Linked DNA regions of Sus scrofa: all the other regions are linked to region 4. Evidence: chromatin contacts called from public Hi-C and HiChIP or PLAC-seq data. All regions are on one chromosome and are shown on one strand. The core of a region is the stretch at or near the end of the contact, and the rest is flanking DNA. Distances in the headings are between cores, read along the strand shown.

Region 1 (3,337 bases), core at 529-3,028, 550 kb after region 4:
CGCGTAGTGGGACTCGTACCACTGTCGGTACGGGGTGCTGTCAATGAGCACAATGCAGTTCTTCACCAGGGTCTTGGTACGGACCAGTTCATTGTTGGATGCGTTGTACACAACGTCAATAATCCTCGTCTTTCGTGTGCAACCTGCTCACAGAAATTCAGAACCAAGCCATTTAAACATGAGGCCAAGTGTCCCGACCCCCGCCACAGCAGGGTTGAAGGAGAAGGGAACGCGAAGCCTTTTTTGGGCCGCGCCTGTGGCATGTGAAGTTCCTGGGCCATGGATGGAACCAGAGTCACAAAGTCCCCCAAGCCATTGTAGTGACACCAGATTCTTAACGTACTGCACCACAAGAAACCCAAGAACTCTACGCCTTCACCGAACCATGAGGCATCATGCACCTTCTAAAATCCCATCTTTCCAGACATGGCTGGTATCCACACATACAGTCTCTAGATTCAGCCCCAATCTCAGGCTACAGGAGTTAAGAGGCAGGACAGACGGAAACAACTCCCCACAATCCCAAAGTCTTTCGACAAAAGAAAGCTCAGTATCCTGGTCCAGGCCATGGCTTCCTGCTACAAGCACTTACTGTAGCTTAGAAAGGTTTAGGTGCTGAGTTCCCACCCACGCCTGGAGGGCCTCCACTCACACTCGGAGCCCCAGGAGAAGTTCCCCACGTCCAGCCTCAAGGCCCGGTACTTCTTGTTACCTCCCCGCACACGGACTGTGTGTATGCGGCGAGGGCCAATCTAGAAAACACAAGGAGACAGGAGGAACCAGGTTATTAGAGAGCAAGAGCCGACAGAGAAAGGAAAGCAAGCCGGATGGAGGCAACACAGTCAGTGTAACTATGACACGTCCTAGCATTGGCAAGTGGTACACAAATGACCAAGACGGCCACAACCACGCCTAAGGATCCTTTTTTCATCACTCTCGTCGCCTCCACGAGGAAAAGCCTGATTCCCAACACTGCATTACCTCTCCATGCACCAGCAAGACCAAGTGTCCGACTACGACTGCGGAGCCCACTCCCTCCAGGCACTCCCAGGACACAGCGGCTGTCTCCGTGCAGCCCTAATTATTCCCGACACGCAGAGGCCGACCGCACATCGCAGAGCCCCACAGAGATACAACTGCCCCCGAGGGGACCTTCTCCCCGGCGCTGGGGCCCCGCACGCACCTTGGTGTTTGCAGCGGGGCGTCCCAGCTCATACTTCCGCTTCTTGTGGTAGGGCTTTCTCTTGCCCCCAGTCTTGCGGCGCTTGTGCCAGTTGTCCCGAGAGATGCCTACGGGTGAGAGCGGAGGAGCGGCAGCCTGAGTCAGGGAACCCGGGGCCGGGCCCGGGCAGCCCAGCGGCCCGCGCGGGCGGCCGCACGCTCAGCTCTCCAAGGTTGGATCCCCCACTGCGAAGTCGGGAGGTCACAGCATTTCTGAGTTGTCATCATGCACGTGCGGCCCGGCCGGGCCCCCTTCCCGCCTCGACCCCGGCAGCCATGATGGGGCCGCTCGCGGCTCCGAGCCCGGCGGTCCCCGCAGCGACTTCGGCGGCCCGAGCCCAAGCATCACGCTTCTCGCGGAGGCTCGAAGCTGGGAGCCCGGGCGCCCGTGCTCTCAGCTGGGCCGCGAGGCAGGATGGCGCCGGATTGAGCTCACGCCCCGACCCCGGGCCCGCGGCAGAGCGCCACTCACCCATCGCTCGGCGCCGGCTGGAAAGAGAAAACGCAGCGCGTCACGGTCCGGTTTGTAAAACGCAGCCCCGCCTCCTGACGTCTCTTCCGGGCGACGCGCGGCGCGGCCTGGAGCCGGAGGGCGGCCTTGCTTACGCGCTCGCGGCGGCGCCGCGGAGGCCTCGGGCGGGGAGGCTCTGAGGGCGCTGCCGGCGGGCGGGGCCTGGCGCGGGTCCTGGGGGCTCGGGTGGGCGCTCGCCTGGCCCCCTGTTTCACAAAGACCCCTGTTCGCAGCCATTGCGGCGGTCCTGAGGGGGCTGCGGGGGAGGGCGGAGGCGCTGGACGGGGACGTAGAGGTGGACTTGGGCTTCGCTTCGAAGGGTTTGCTTTAGGGCGTCTGAATTTCTCAGGGGACCCGTTGCGCGACTCTTGGTGCTGTTCAGTGAGAAGGTGGGCGCTGTCCTGGACGCGGTCCTGGTGCGCTCCGGATGCCTCTGGCAGGTGGGAGTGACAGGTAGCTGGGTGTTCGTGTCCGCTAGAGAAGGGGTCTGGCCAGACGATGCTACTTCGGGAAGCAAAGCCACCGGAATGAACGGAACCTCGGGACAGGGCCTAAGGAAACTCTTCCTGTAAAGGGTCAGCTAATACTGAGAGAGTATTAACTCAGGTCGTCAGTGGAGGAGCCTGGGCTTGGATGCATGCTTTGATATGGCCATTGATTCCCGCTGGTGGCTTAAGGGCTCCAGGGAGTAACATCCTCACAGGCCTTGTTGACTCTAGGGAGGGTACCTCGCCCGGATGGACATGGACCCCTCATCCCCTGTGGCTCTGTTTACGGGAAGAAAAGGACAAAGAAACTATGAGACTTAGGGGACATTTCCACCCCTAAGACCCCACTGGACAAGGACTGATATGGGTAATTGAACAAGGCCAATGGGAGAAGACCGCATCTCTCTGGACCCCCACGTTGGTACCCCCCCATCCTTAAGAGATAAAAACCACTATGGGACAATAGAGAAGGGGGGCTCTTCTCCCCCTCTCCTAGCACCCCTGGGAGCTATCTGCTTTCTTTTAATAAAGATGTTGCTTGCTTGCTGCCTGTGTGTTCGCGGAGTTCACTCTTTGACTGCCGTGAACAAGAATCCGGATTCCAGGATCATCTTTCCCGTATCAATACTTCAGCCTTTGTGGGCTGTAAGGTCCTTGTCACGACCACTCAATTTTGCTTCGTAGTGTGAACGCAGCCATGGACAGTAGTAAAAGAGCGCACGTGGCGGCGCAGGAGTAAAACTTCGTGGATACTGAGATTCACCTGTCCTGAAACAAACATGATTTTTTTGCCCCCAAACATTCAAAACATAAAAACCATTCTTAGTGCATGGACCCTGTCAGCGTGCAATAATAGTGTGCCAGGCCCTGGCACCAAGAAATACAAGAAGAGGGGCTAGGACCAAGGCTTGGGAATGGCAACGTTTAAGGTCAGGCAGAGCAAAGGAGCTGGAGGGTGCAATTAAGAGTGGCCAGAGGAAAGCCAGCACAGGGTGATGTGGTTTAGTCAAAGGGAGGGCTGAAAAATGATTTTTTTTTTTTTTTTTAGGGCCAAGCTCTTGGCATATGGGAAGTTCCCAGGCTAGGAGTCTAATCAGAGCTACAGCTACTGGCCTAC
Region 2 (3,234 bases), core at 454-2,953, 590 kb after region 4:
TTGAACCCCCATCCTCACAGACACGATGTCAGGTTCTTAACCCGCTAAGCCACAACGGGAACTCCCAGACTTCTCTTGTCTTCTTGTAGCGGAATCGGATTCACACTTTCTGCCCTTGTCTCAAATTAATTTACATAGAGCAAGGCAGTGTTTACCACTAATTCTATTCCTTTCTTTTTTTTTTTTTGGTCTTTTTAGGGCTGCACCTGTGGCATATGGAGGTTCCCAGGCTAGGGGGCGAATCGGAGCTGCTGGTCTACACCACAGCCACAGCACCTCGGGATCTGAGCCATGTCTGTGACCTACACCACAGCTCACGGCAACGCCAGATCCTTCACCCACGGATCGAGGCCAGGGACTGAACCCATATCCTCATGGATACTTGTCGGGTTCGTTACTGCTGAGCCACACAGGAACTCCTTTATTCCTGTTTTTGTTTTCACAAGGAAAAGGTCTAAGAAACCTTGAATGAATAGGAATCTCCTTGTGGTTCAGCAGGTTAAGGATCCAGCATCGTGACTGCTACAGCAAGGGCTCGATCCTTGGCCTGGGAACTTCTACATGTCATAGGTGTGACCAAAAAAAAAAAAAGTTTATGAAAAAATTTTTATTTATTTATTTTTCCATCTACAGCATGGGGACCAAGTTACACATACATGTATACATACTTTTTCCTCCCATTGTTGTGTTTGAAAAAATTAAAAAAAAATAGATGGGGACTGGAGAGATTTTTTAATAGTAGTGCCACTAGCTGTCCCTTTGCTGGACGTCCCAGGCATTGTGGTAATACTCAAACAATGGAATATTGCGCAGAAAATAAAATGGATGAACTGGAACTAGGTTTACAGATACCAACACAAATACATCTTGAAAATGCAGTTAATTTTAAAAAGGAAGTTACAGAAGGATGGATAAGGTATAAGATTTACACAAGTTTTACAAACACATGACTGATATTGTTGGGTGGAAGAACGGGTATCGCTGAACAAAGGGGGAGCAAATGGGATTGCGGAGGTACAGGTGCAGGCTTCAACTGTATACATAAGGATTTTGTTTTTTGGCATGTGGAAGTTCCTGGGTCAGGGACTGAACCCGAGCCACAGCACCAACCCAGGTCATTGCAGTGGCCACGCTGCATCATTAACTCTCTACACCACAACAAAACTGTTTTGTTTTTACAAGAGAATATCCACACTTTTTTTTTTTTTTTTTTTTTTGGCTGTGCCTATGGCATGCCGAAGTTCCCACGTTAGGGATCGAACCTGAACCACGGCAGTGACCCGACCCACAGAGGTGACAGTGCTGAGTCCCTAACTGCTAGACCACCATGAAACTCCCTACCCTACTTATATACACGACAATGCGGTTGGATCCTTGGATCCCTGGCCTTGTTCAGTGGGTTAAGGATCCTGCGTTGGCACAAGGTGTGGCATAGATGCAAGGTGTGGCATAGATGCAAGCTGTGGGGTAGGTCAGGATACAGTTCCATCTGGCGTGGCCGGGGCTACGGCTCCCATTCGACCCCTAGCCTGGGAACCTCCATATGCCATGGGTGCAGCCCTAAAAACAAAAAACAAAACAAAACAAAACCAAACCCTCCCCAAACCTCCTCCCTGCCCTCGGACTTTGTCTGGACCCGGTCTCTACTTCCTGCCAATCTGGTTTCTGCTCTGCCCCCCGGTGGTGGCTCTAAACTCAGCAGGAAAACTAATGAACCAAGGTACTTCCAGAAACGGGAGGTCGGTGACTCAGCCTCATTTACATACCCAGAATGCATTGCACAAGGTTCTCTCCAATTTTTAAAGGCTGGCTTCTTCTTTTTCTTTTAGCCTTCCCCCTCCTCCTGCCGCTCCAGAAAATGATGATATTTTCACAGTATTGCCTGAGACAAAGGTATAACTTACTAGGTCTTTGGGGACACACAGTTACCATTGCTGAATTAGGACTTACAGTTACCCGAGGACTGTGTGCTCGGCAAAGTGAGCATACTCTGGTTTCTCTTCAGATCGTATAAATCTTTCGCCTTTTACTAAAGATTTCCGTGGAGAGGAACAATTCTGAGTCTTTACCCAATTTTTTGAGGCCTTGCTTATGCGAGGCTTACTGAGAGTGTACAAAAAATAGACGAGTTTTTTACTGGTTTGTAGGTAAACTTTTTGTGGTGGGGGTTTTGCGTCTGTTGTTTAAGTGAATTTTACATGTAAATGCTTACGGGTAACACTTGCGCTGTGGAGATACTGTGCTTTTTCCTATTCAGTTACTGCATGAAACATTTCGAACTCTGGCGAGGGCGGCAGCACTGCTTTCCAGTCTGCTCTCTTTTTCGGAAGAACACGTGTGCTCGTGGCTTGGACGGTGTGGCTTAATCCTCCCGTAGTCAAAGGTCTTGGTGAAGCGATGCTGATGGGGTCGGAGAAGCACGCTGTCGTTTTACCCCCTAGTGACCACACAGGAGAGATTCAAGCAGGGACGGGCACACTTGGTCCCACAGGTTTAAATTTATGCTCACACGTTGGAGACGGCCAAGTGTAGACTGGCACTGCCTGGTGCACAGCCCTCAGTTGCCCAGTAGAGGTCTGCTACCTATGGAATATCTGGTTAATCTATTTTGATTAGGCCTTGAAGTAAACTTTTAAAATTCAGGCCTGGACGTACCTGTTCACAAACATTTTTCAAGGTAGTACGACGTGAGCACCTCGGGCATAGCCCACCTCTCTGCGGCTCTGGTTCTAAGTGTTGCACTCGTGTGATTTGGCATTAAAAAAAAAAAAATTGTAAAAAAGTTGAAGTACAGTTGGTTTCTTTTTCTATGACATATTTATACGTTTTTCACATATTTATACATATGAGGTAATTTAGCCTTAAAAGTAGAACTATTAAAAATAGGGAAGTTCCCCTTGCGGCGCAGCGTAAATGAATCCGACTAATAGCCGTGAGGTTTCAGGTTCGATTTCTGGCCTTGCTCAGTGGGTTAAGGATCCGCATTGCTGTGAGCTGTGGTGTAGGCCGGCGGCTACAACTCCAATTTCGACCCCTAGTCTGGGAACCTCCATATGCCGGACGTGCAGCCCTAGAAAACACACGCACGCGAATACACACACACAAACCAAGGAAATCTTGGGAGTTTCCTTGGGGTGCAGTGGGTTAAGGATCTGTCCTTGTCACTGCAGCATCTCAGGTCAACTAATGTGGCATAGCTTTGATCCCTAGCCCTAGAACTGCTGCATGCCATGG
Region 3 (3,122 bases), core at 295-2,794, 610 kb after region 4:
CTCACAGAGCCAATACTGAGTCCTTAACTGGTGGAGCCACAATGGGAACTCCAATATCTGATTTTTTTCTTTGTTCTTTTTCTTTTATTTATCTACTTATTTTTGTGTCTTTTTAGGGCCGCACTCACAGCATATGATAGTTCCCAGGCTAGGGCTCTACTGGGAGCTGCCACAGCAATGCCAGATCTGAGCAGGGTCTACAAATACACCGCAGCTCACAGCATCGCCGGATCCTTAACCCGCTGAGAGGGGCCAGGGACTTTTTTTTTTTGGTCTTTTTAGGGCATATGGAGGTTCCCAGGCTAGGGGTCGAATTGGAGCTACAGCTGCTGGCCTACACCACAGCCACAGCAACGCCAGATCCCTAACCCACTGAGCGAGGCCAGGGAGTGAACCCACAACCGTGGATTCGTTGACCACTGAGCCAGGATGGGAACTCCTGCTTTTTTTTTTTTAAAAAGCCAAATCAATCCTGCCCTTATTAAGGTTAGTCCCTTCAGCCATATCACCTGCCTTCCTTGACTGTTGCCGCCCAAACGGTGGTGAAATAGTGTGAAATAGTTCCCCCTAGTGGACTATCCCTGCATATGCATGCGCTATATTCCCAAGACTTTTTTTTTTTTCTTTCCTTTTTGCCGCGGTAGGGATGTTCTCAGGCCAGGGCTAGAGGTTGAATCTGAGCTGAAGCTGCTGGCCTACGGCACAGCCACGGCAACACGGAATCCGCGGCACATCTGAGACCTATGATGCAGCTTGTGGCAACAACAGATCCTTAATCCCCTGAGTGAGGCCAGGGATTGAACCCACATCCTCATGGACACTGTGTTGGGGTCTTAACCCGCTGAGCCACAAAGGGAACTCCACGAAGACTATTTGCAAGTGCCTGGTAAAAAAGAATAATTCTTTCATTTAACGCACATTTCCTGAACACTGGTTATGAGTCTGGCATATGGGAAGTTATTTTGGGGTGCACAGTCTCACTGTTATTGCACCTGCAGACATCCAACCAAAAAGACATGACAAAGCTTCATGCTCAGGCTGCCTCTGCCAGAGTGGTTTGTTATGTAACAAATGCAGGGGGGCTTTAGATGGGGCTTGATATGGGAAGAAGCTGGGCCAGTTCACTCTGGCGGGGTTCAACAGCAAAACTGAAACTAAGCCATAGTCCCCCCCCATAAGTTTAATCAACCAACTTCTACTGAGCACCACTCTTTATCTGCCAGACCCTGAGCGGGAAAAAGAGACGAATCAGACCTAGTCCCTGCCCTGAGGCTGCTCAGAGGGCAAGGCAGGCGGGCGAGCAGTCACTGGCACAGTGTGTGTGTGCAGGACTCCCTCCCTCCCTCAGCAAACACACACCAAGGACCAAGCTGGGGGCTGTGCTGGGACATAAGGACGATAACTGCCAGAGCTGCCGGAAACTATGCACAGGCTATTATGACCAGGGCAGAGACCGTTCCGGAGATAACTGGTCCCAGGGAGGGGCTGGAGGGGAGGGGGCGGGAGGTGGAACAAAGGAAGGAGGCTGCCACTGGGGCGGGGTGAAGGCAGGTCACGGAAGCCCTTGGCAAAGAACTGCGTAAGCTGCGAAGTGACAGATGAGTAGGAGGGCCACTCTGCCACCTGCAGGTGGGGTGAGGGGAGGGAGGGTCACAGCGCCACCTGGGGGTTGTGTGATTCAGCCTCCGGACACGATCCCAGGGCCAGCTCACCCCCCTGCTCCAAGGCCAGCGACACCTCTCTGCTGCTGGCCCCGATCTTGACTTTCACCACCCCACCCCATCACTGGCCACCCCTCCCCAGCTAGGAGACTCTGCTCCAGGTGGTAACAGATGGCAGCTTAGATTCCAAGACAGCGTGACTTTTCAACATTGGGGTCCACATACTCCCTGCGGGGATCCAACAACACAAAGTTGACGGGGCTGATGAAGGAAAGACAAGGTTCAATTTCATCGCCGCCTCTGAAAACCAGTCTAGACTGGGAGTGGGCGTCCAGGCCTTCCCCAGGATCTCACCTGCATCCCGCCTTAACCCCCTACCTGCCGCCACCTTCAGCTGCTCCAGGCTCCCTGGAGCTGGGGCTCAACCTCTCATCCTGGACACAGGAGTCCCCACAGGCAAGGCCGCCAGACCCTGCTCGTCTGCTGGGCCTCCCTGCCTTGGGCTCCTCGGCCCTGCCCCCTCCCCCTTCCCTCTGCCCTCTCACTCTCCACACCCAGGAGGATCCTTAACCCATTGAGCGAGGCCAGGGATCGAATCCGAATCCTCATGGATACCAGTCAGGTTCATTACTGCTGAGCCACAACGGAACGCCCTAAATAAGTTCTTTTGTATCATTTTTAAATTCGATTCCACATATAAGTGATATTACATGATAGTTGTCTTTGTCTGACTTACTTCACTTAGTATGATAATCTCTAGGTCCATCCATGTTGCAGCAACGTGGGCCTCTGTTTAGATCAATCCTCTTTCCAGAATGCCTTCTTCCGCTCTCTTTTGTTGTTGTTGTTTGGTCTTTTTTTTTTTTTTTTTTTTTTTTTTGTCTTTTTAGGGCTGCACCCACAGCATATGGAGGTTCCCAGGCTAGGGGTCTAATCAGAGCTCCAGCTGCCGGCCTCCACCACAGCCATAGCCACAATGGGATCCGAGCAGAGTCTGTGATCTACACCAGAGCTCAGGGCAACGCCAGATCCTTAACCCACTGAGCAAGGCCAGGAATCGAACCCGCGTCCTCTTGGATGCTAGTTGCTAACCACTGAGCCACGATGGGAACTCCTGCCCTCTTCGGTTTCTGCCTCTCTAATCCCCCTCTCCAAGGCTCAGCACCAACAATGCCTTCTTGGTGACCCCTCCTTGATCTCCCCTGTGAAAAACAGACTCTCCCTTCTTGGAACCACAGTAGGAGCAGCAAAGGAAATATTCTGGAAACACTTGCCACGTGCTGTATATTAAAAGCATAGGCTTTGCCCAACAGCAAAAAAGCCAATCAGTCAATGGAAAAACGGGCAAAAGACCTGAATAGACTGTTCTTCAAAGATATACAGATGGCCAGCAAACACATGAGAAAATGCTCAACATCGCTGATTATAAGAGAAATGCAAATCAAAACTACCACGAGATAC
Region 4 (3,267 bases), core at 685-3,184:
CATGCAGCAGCGATAGTCAATGTGGGCCCTCATGCTAGAAGGATAGCTGCAGAACTCCAGGGTAAGGTGTGGGCTGCCAGCTGCCCTCTGCTTCCCATTTTCCCGCTCACTGCAACACACAAGAAGGTACCCGTCCCTGAGCATATAAGCTCCGTGAGAACAGGGTGTTTGTCTGCTTTGTTCACTGCTGAACCCTGAACCCTCAGCACCCAACACAGTGCCTGGCACAGGGGAGGCACTCAATCAATGTCTTAAGTGAGTGAAATAGTCAAGACAATACCAGGCCCCACCCTGTTCCCTCAACCAGTCCCTCACCATTTCCGGAAGGCATATTCTAGGTAGGAGGCCACAAAGCGGGCGTGAAACTCAGCAGCATATTTGGTGTCATAAATGCCAGCTGGGAACATTTCACACAGGTCAGCAGTGAAGGTTCCCAAGCTCTCGGGCAGGTGCGCATAGAAGTGCTGGTACAGGAACACCAGGTCTATAAGACCGTTGTGCAACACCAGGGGCCGGCGGGCCCGGATCAGCTCCAGGAACAGGGTCCTCACTGACTGGCTCTGGCTCTCATCGCCCTGGGTGGAAAGAAAGGGGTCACTGGGAAGGACAGAGTCCCCAGGGAAGCCTCTTTTGCAGGACACATACATCCCAGGCTCCCTCACTTGGAAAGTTCTCTCCTGCTGTCTAATCCAGCGCTCTTCACCAAGGTATGTTTTGTTTCCCCAGCTGTCACGACGCCCCATGTGCCTAAGAAACAGATCCTCCCCCAGGCACCCAGCCGCAAAGAGGAGTAAGAAATGAAGTCACAGAAAGGGCCGCCTCAAGGCTGGAGTCCTACCTTGTCGTTGCCCTTGTGGTAGGGGATGCCCTGGGCATACTGCCGGTTGAAGTTGAAACCATGCTGGACCAGGAACTGCACGGACTTTGGTTCTATGACATACTCCTCCATGCACAGCAGGGTCAGATTGAACACCTGGACCAGGTATGAATGGTCACCCTGGGAGAGAAGGAGGTTCTGCTACGTCAAGCCTTGGGAGGAAAAAACCTCACAGCTGATGTTCTCTAGGATCTCAACCCTCCTCCCCCAGCCACAGACCTGGGAGAGGGTGAGATCAGCCCATACCTTGTCCGGCTGGTGCTTAAAGCAAGCGAGGCCCAGGGAGAGGATGGAACGGGTCCTGGCAGCATGACACACGGCCTTGTAACGTTCCTCGATGCACCTTGGGGTTGAGGTTGGGAGTGGCTGTGGCTGGGACTTAGCCTCATGACGGACCCAAACCACCCAGGACTGTGACCTCCACTCCAGGGCTGAGCTCTGCCCCTCCTGCCAAGGCTAGGACTAAAGAGATCAGGGCTTACACTTACTGGTTCAGCAAACTCTTCCGGTCCCCAAGCCCACTCAGTTCCTAAGCGTCAGCAAAGAGAGAGCTGTGTTAGGTCCGCAGCACCAGCCCCCTCACAACCACCGGCTCTCCCAGTTCCCCAACCCTCACCGTGTCCACAGCCACAAAGCTAGCTGTCTTTATGGCCAGCAGGAGGGACGGCCACATTTCCTTGAAGTTGTCGTTTTGTACATCCACCACGGGAACCTGGATTGCCAGCTCCTCCCCAGATTTTGTGCTTTGGTGGACACCACCTGGGGGTAAGGAGGGTGACGACGCTCAGGCAGAGGGCCCATGAGAACAAACACTAAGCTAGGCCATGGCTGGGGGCAGAGGCAGGAGCAGTTTCTCTTTAGGCAAGATATGGCAGCTTTCCCCTCAAGCCTTTGTATCACTTATGCTCAATACACAGGCCTTGGGGTGCACAGTGCCCCGATTTTGGGGAAAAAAAGCCCAGGTCTTTCAGAAGATTATGAGGCTGGGAAAGTGTCTTCCTCCTCAGCATCAAAACCTGTAAAAGACTAAGGTTGGGCTCGATGATCTGTGAGGTTCCTTTTCCCCACATCCTCTACGAAATCTTTTGCAAGGATGGAGGACCTCGGCTCCTTTAATATCCTGCAAGGCTCTACAGCACCGTTCCCGGGGCACCTCATAGCCACACGCGGCAGCAGCCAGAGCGCGCGCAGAGCCTGATACATTACGCCCGCATCCGTCCCACTTCCTGCCCACAACTCCCCACCCGCCCCGCTTAACAGAGCTTCGAGCTCCGGACTGCATCTCCCGGCACGCCCCTGCACGTCCCGACTCCGCGCCAGCACGCCAGACTTCCGCAGCCAGCGTCGCGGTGCACGCCGGGACTTGTAGTCTCCTCGTGGCTGGTCCAGAAGGAAGCAGCTAGTCCTCTGAAACTTGAGGTCGGTTTCTTCGAACAGTGAACCTGAGGCCCTCCCGCCCCGCCAAACGTACAGGATTTCAAAGCTGTCCCCGGGAAGCCACTCACCGTCAGAAACGGCTGGAGCTGAGGCTGCGCCGTCGTCACTGTCGGCGGCCATGACACCGCGAGTCTCTCTTCAGTATAGTCAGTGGGTCCGCGGGACTTCCGCTTCGTCCCCCGGCTCGGCTCTCGCCGTCGGGGAGGTGGCGGCGCCTCGCCTCGCCCCCTGGGTCGCCGACAGGTCGGACTTCCGTTCAGAGCTCCCGGGGCTGGCGCGGAGCAGCGGGCCCGGCGCGCGCTGAGAGCCTATTGGCTGGCGTGTTCCCGCTGACCTCCCGGATTGGCCGGAGCCACGCCCCCTGGCGTCCAGTCGGGAGCCGGCCGCGCGAGACCGCGCGAGAGGTAATTCGCCCACAGCGCGGCGGGAATGTGGACCTGAGCGCCGCGGCGCGGGGAGGGGTGCTCCGGGACGGGGGTGCGGGGGTTCCCCCCCAGAGGAGGTGGCGCTGCCCGAGCTGAGCTTAAAGCACGCATATGAGTTATGCAGAGACAGGGGAGTGTGGAGAAAGAGCAATATTCTGGGAATGGGCAAGTTCCTGGGGAGGGTGGAGAGCGCCTTTCGTCCCAGGAAGTGAAAGAAGCGGGGAGCGGGACGGGAAATGAGGCTGCGGGAGATGAGAGCGTCCCGGTAGCAGGGACACCTTTTAAGTAACCCTGATGCGTGATAATAGGGACTTGAATTAGGACTCTAGCAGGGACAAATTGTCAGCAGTTAGGAGGTATAGTTGACCTGCAGGGGGTTTGAACACGATTCCTGCTACCGGGAGATGCTCTGCGCCTACCGGACACTAGTCCTTTCCCAGGGGCTTTGGTTCCCACCAAAGACTCTCAACTCGTTCACTTCCGTTTTTTGCTGTTTTCAGTTCATCTTCAGCCTTTCTACCGAGTGTT

What was found. Hi-C and Micro-C count contacts between places; a contact is called where the count stands out from the background. HiChIP or PLAC-seq counts read pairs in DNA pulled down with a chosen protein or histone mark.
Region 1: an H3K27ac HiChIP or PLAC-seq map of alveolar macrophages shows a contact between it and region 4. The contact joins the promoter of RPS8 here to the promoter of MUTYH in region 4. A contact is called at or near these places in 1 of 5 promoter capture datasets (fetal liver) and 2 of 2 datasets of contacts at active chromatin or transcription factors (alveolar macrophages and skeletal muscle).
Region 2: an H3K27ac HiChIP or PLAC-seq map of alveolar macrophages shows a contact between it and region 4. The contact joins the enhancer-like site here to the promoter of MUTYH in region 4. A contact is called at or near these places in 2 of 5 promoter capture datasets (fetal skeletal muscle and liver), 7 of 47 Hi-C or Micro-C datasets (alveolar macrophages, embryonic fibroblasts, mesenteric adipose tissue and 4 more) and 2 of 2 datasets of contacts at active chromatin or transcription factors (alveolar macrophages and skeletal muscle).
Region 3: a contact with region 4 is called in a Hi-C map of omental adipose tissue, with 1.8 times the contacts expected there. The contact joins the enhancer-like site here to the promoter of MUTYH in region 4. A contact is called at or near these places in 1 of 5 promoter capture datasets (fetal liver), 6 of 47 Hi-C or Micro-C datasets (embryonic fibroblasts, mesenteric adipose tissue, omental adipose tissue and 3 more) and 1 of 2 datasets of contacts at active chromatin or transcription factors (alveolar macrophages).

What each region holds. Positions count from the first base shown.
Region 1 is chr6:166,551,511-166,554,847 of Sscrofa11.1, forward strand. RPS8 (40S ribosomal protein S8) reads right to left here and starts at 1,779. Exons shown (of 6, transcript XM_003128060.4): 1 at 1,694-1,779; 2 at 1,184-1,290; 3 at 653-752; 4 at 1-143. The coding sequence starts at 1,697.
Region 2 is chr6:166,587,803-166,591,036 of Sscrofa11.1, forward strand. C6H1orf228 reads right to left here. Exons shown (of 18, transcript XM_021096783.1): 13 at 1,767-2,437. The coding sequence ends at 2,250. Among named protein-coding and RNA genes, the nearest start is that of KIF2C, 12 kb to the left of the region's middle. Within about 2 kb of position 1,704, at least 69 of the 83 cell types and tissues checked have an H3K27ac peak or open chromatin away from gene starts, as enhancers often do. A contact at or near this core is called in alveolar macrophages, embryonic fibroblasts, fetal skeletal muscle and 6 more, where this site is marked.
Region 3 is chr6:166,609,422-166,612,543 of Sscrofa11.1, forward strand. The region is part of intron 7 of C6H1orf228; the gene reads right to left. Among named protein-coding and RNA genes, the nearest start is that of KIF2C, 33 kb to the left of the region's middle. Within about 2 kb of position 1,545, at least 42 of the 83 cell types and tissues checked have an H3K27ac peak or open chromatin away from gene starts, as enhancers often do. A contact at or near this core is called in alveolar macrophages, fetal liver, omental adipose tissue and 2 more, where this site is marked.
Region 4 is chr6:166,000,919-166,004,185 of Sscrofa11.1, forward strand. It overlaps MUTYH (adenine DNA glycosylase), which reads left to right and starts at 1,935. Exons shown (of 16, transcript XM_021096748.1): 1 at 1,935-2,718. It overlaps TOE1 (target of EGR1 protein 1), which reads right to left and starts at 2,652. Exons shown (of 9, transcript XM_003128045.4): 1 at 2,383-2,652; 2 at 1,494-1,636; 3 at 1,366-1,406; 4 at 1,124-1,220; 5 at 839-997; 6 at 316-575; 7 at 3-109. The coding sequence starts at 2,434.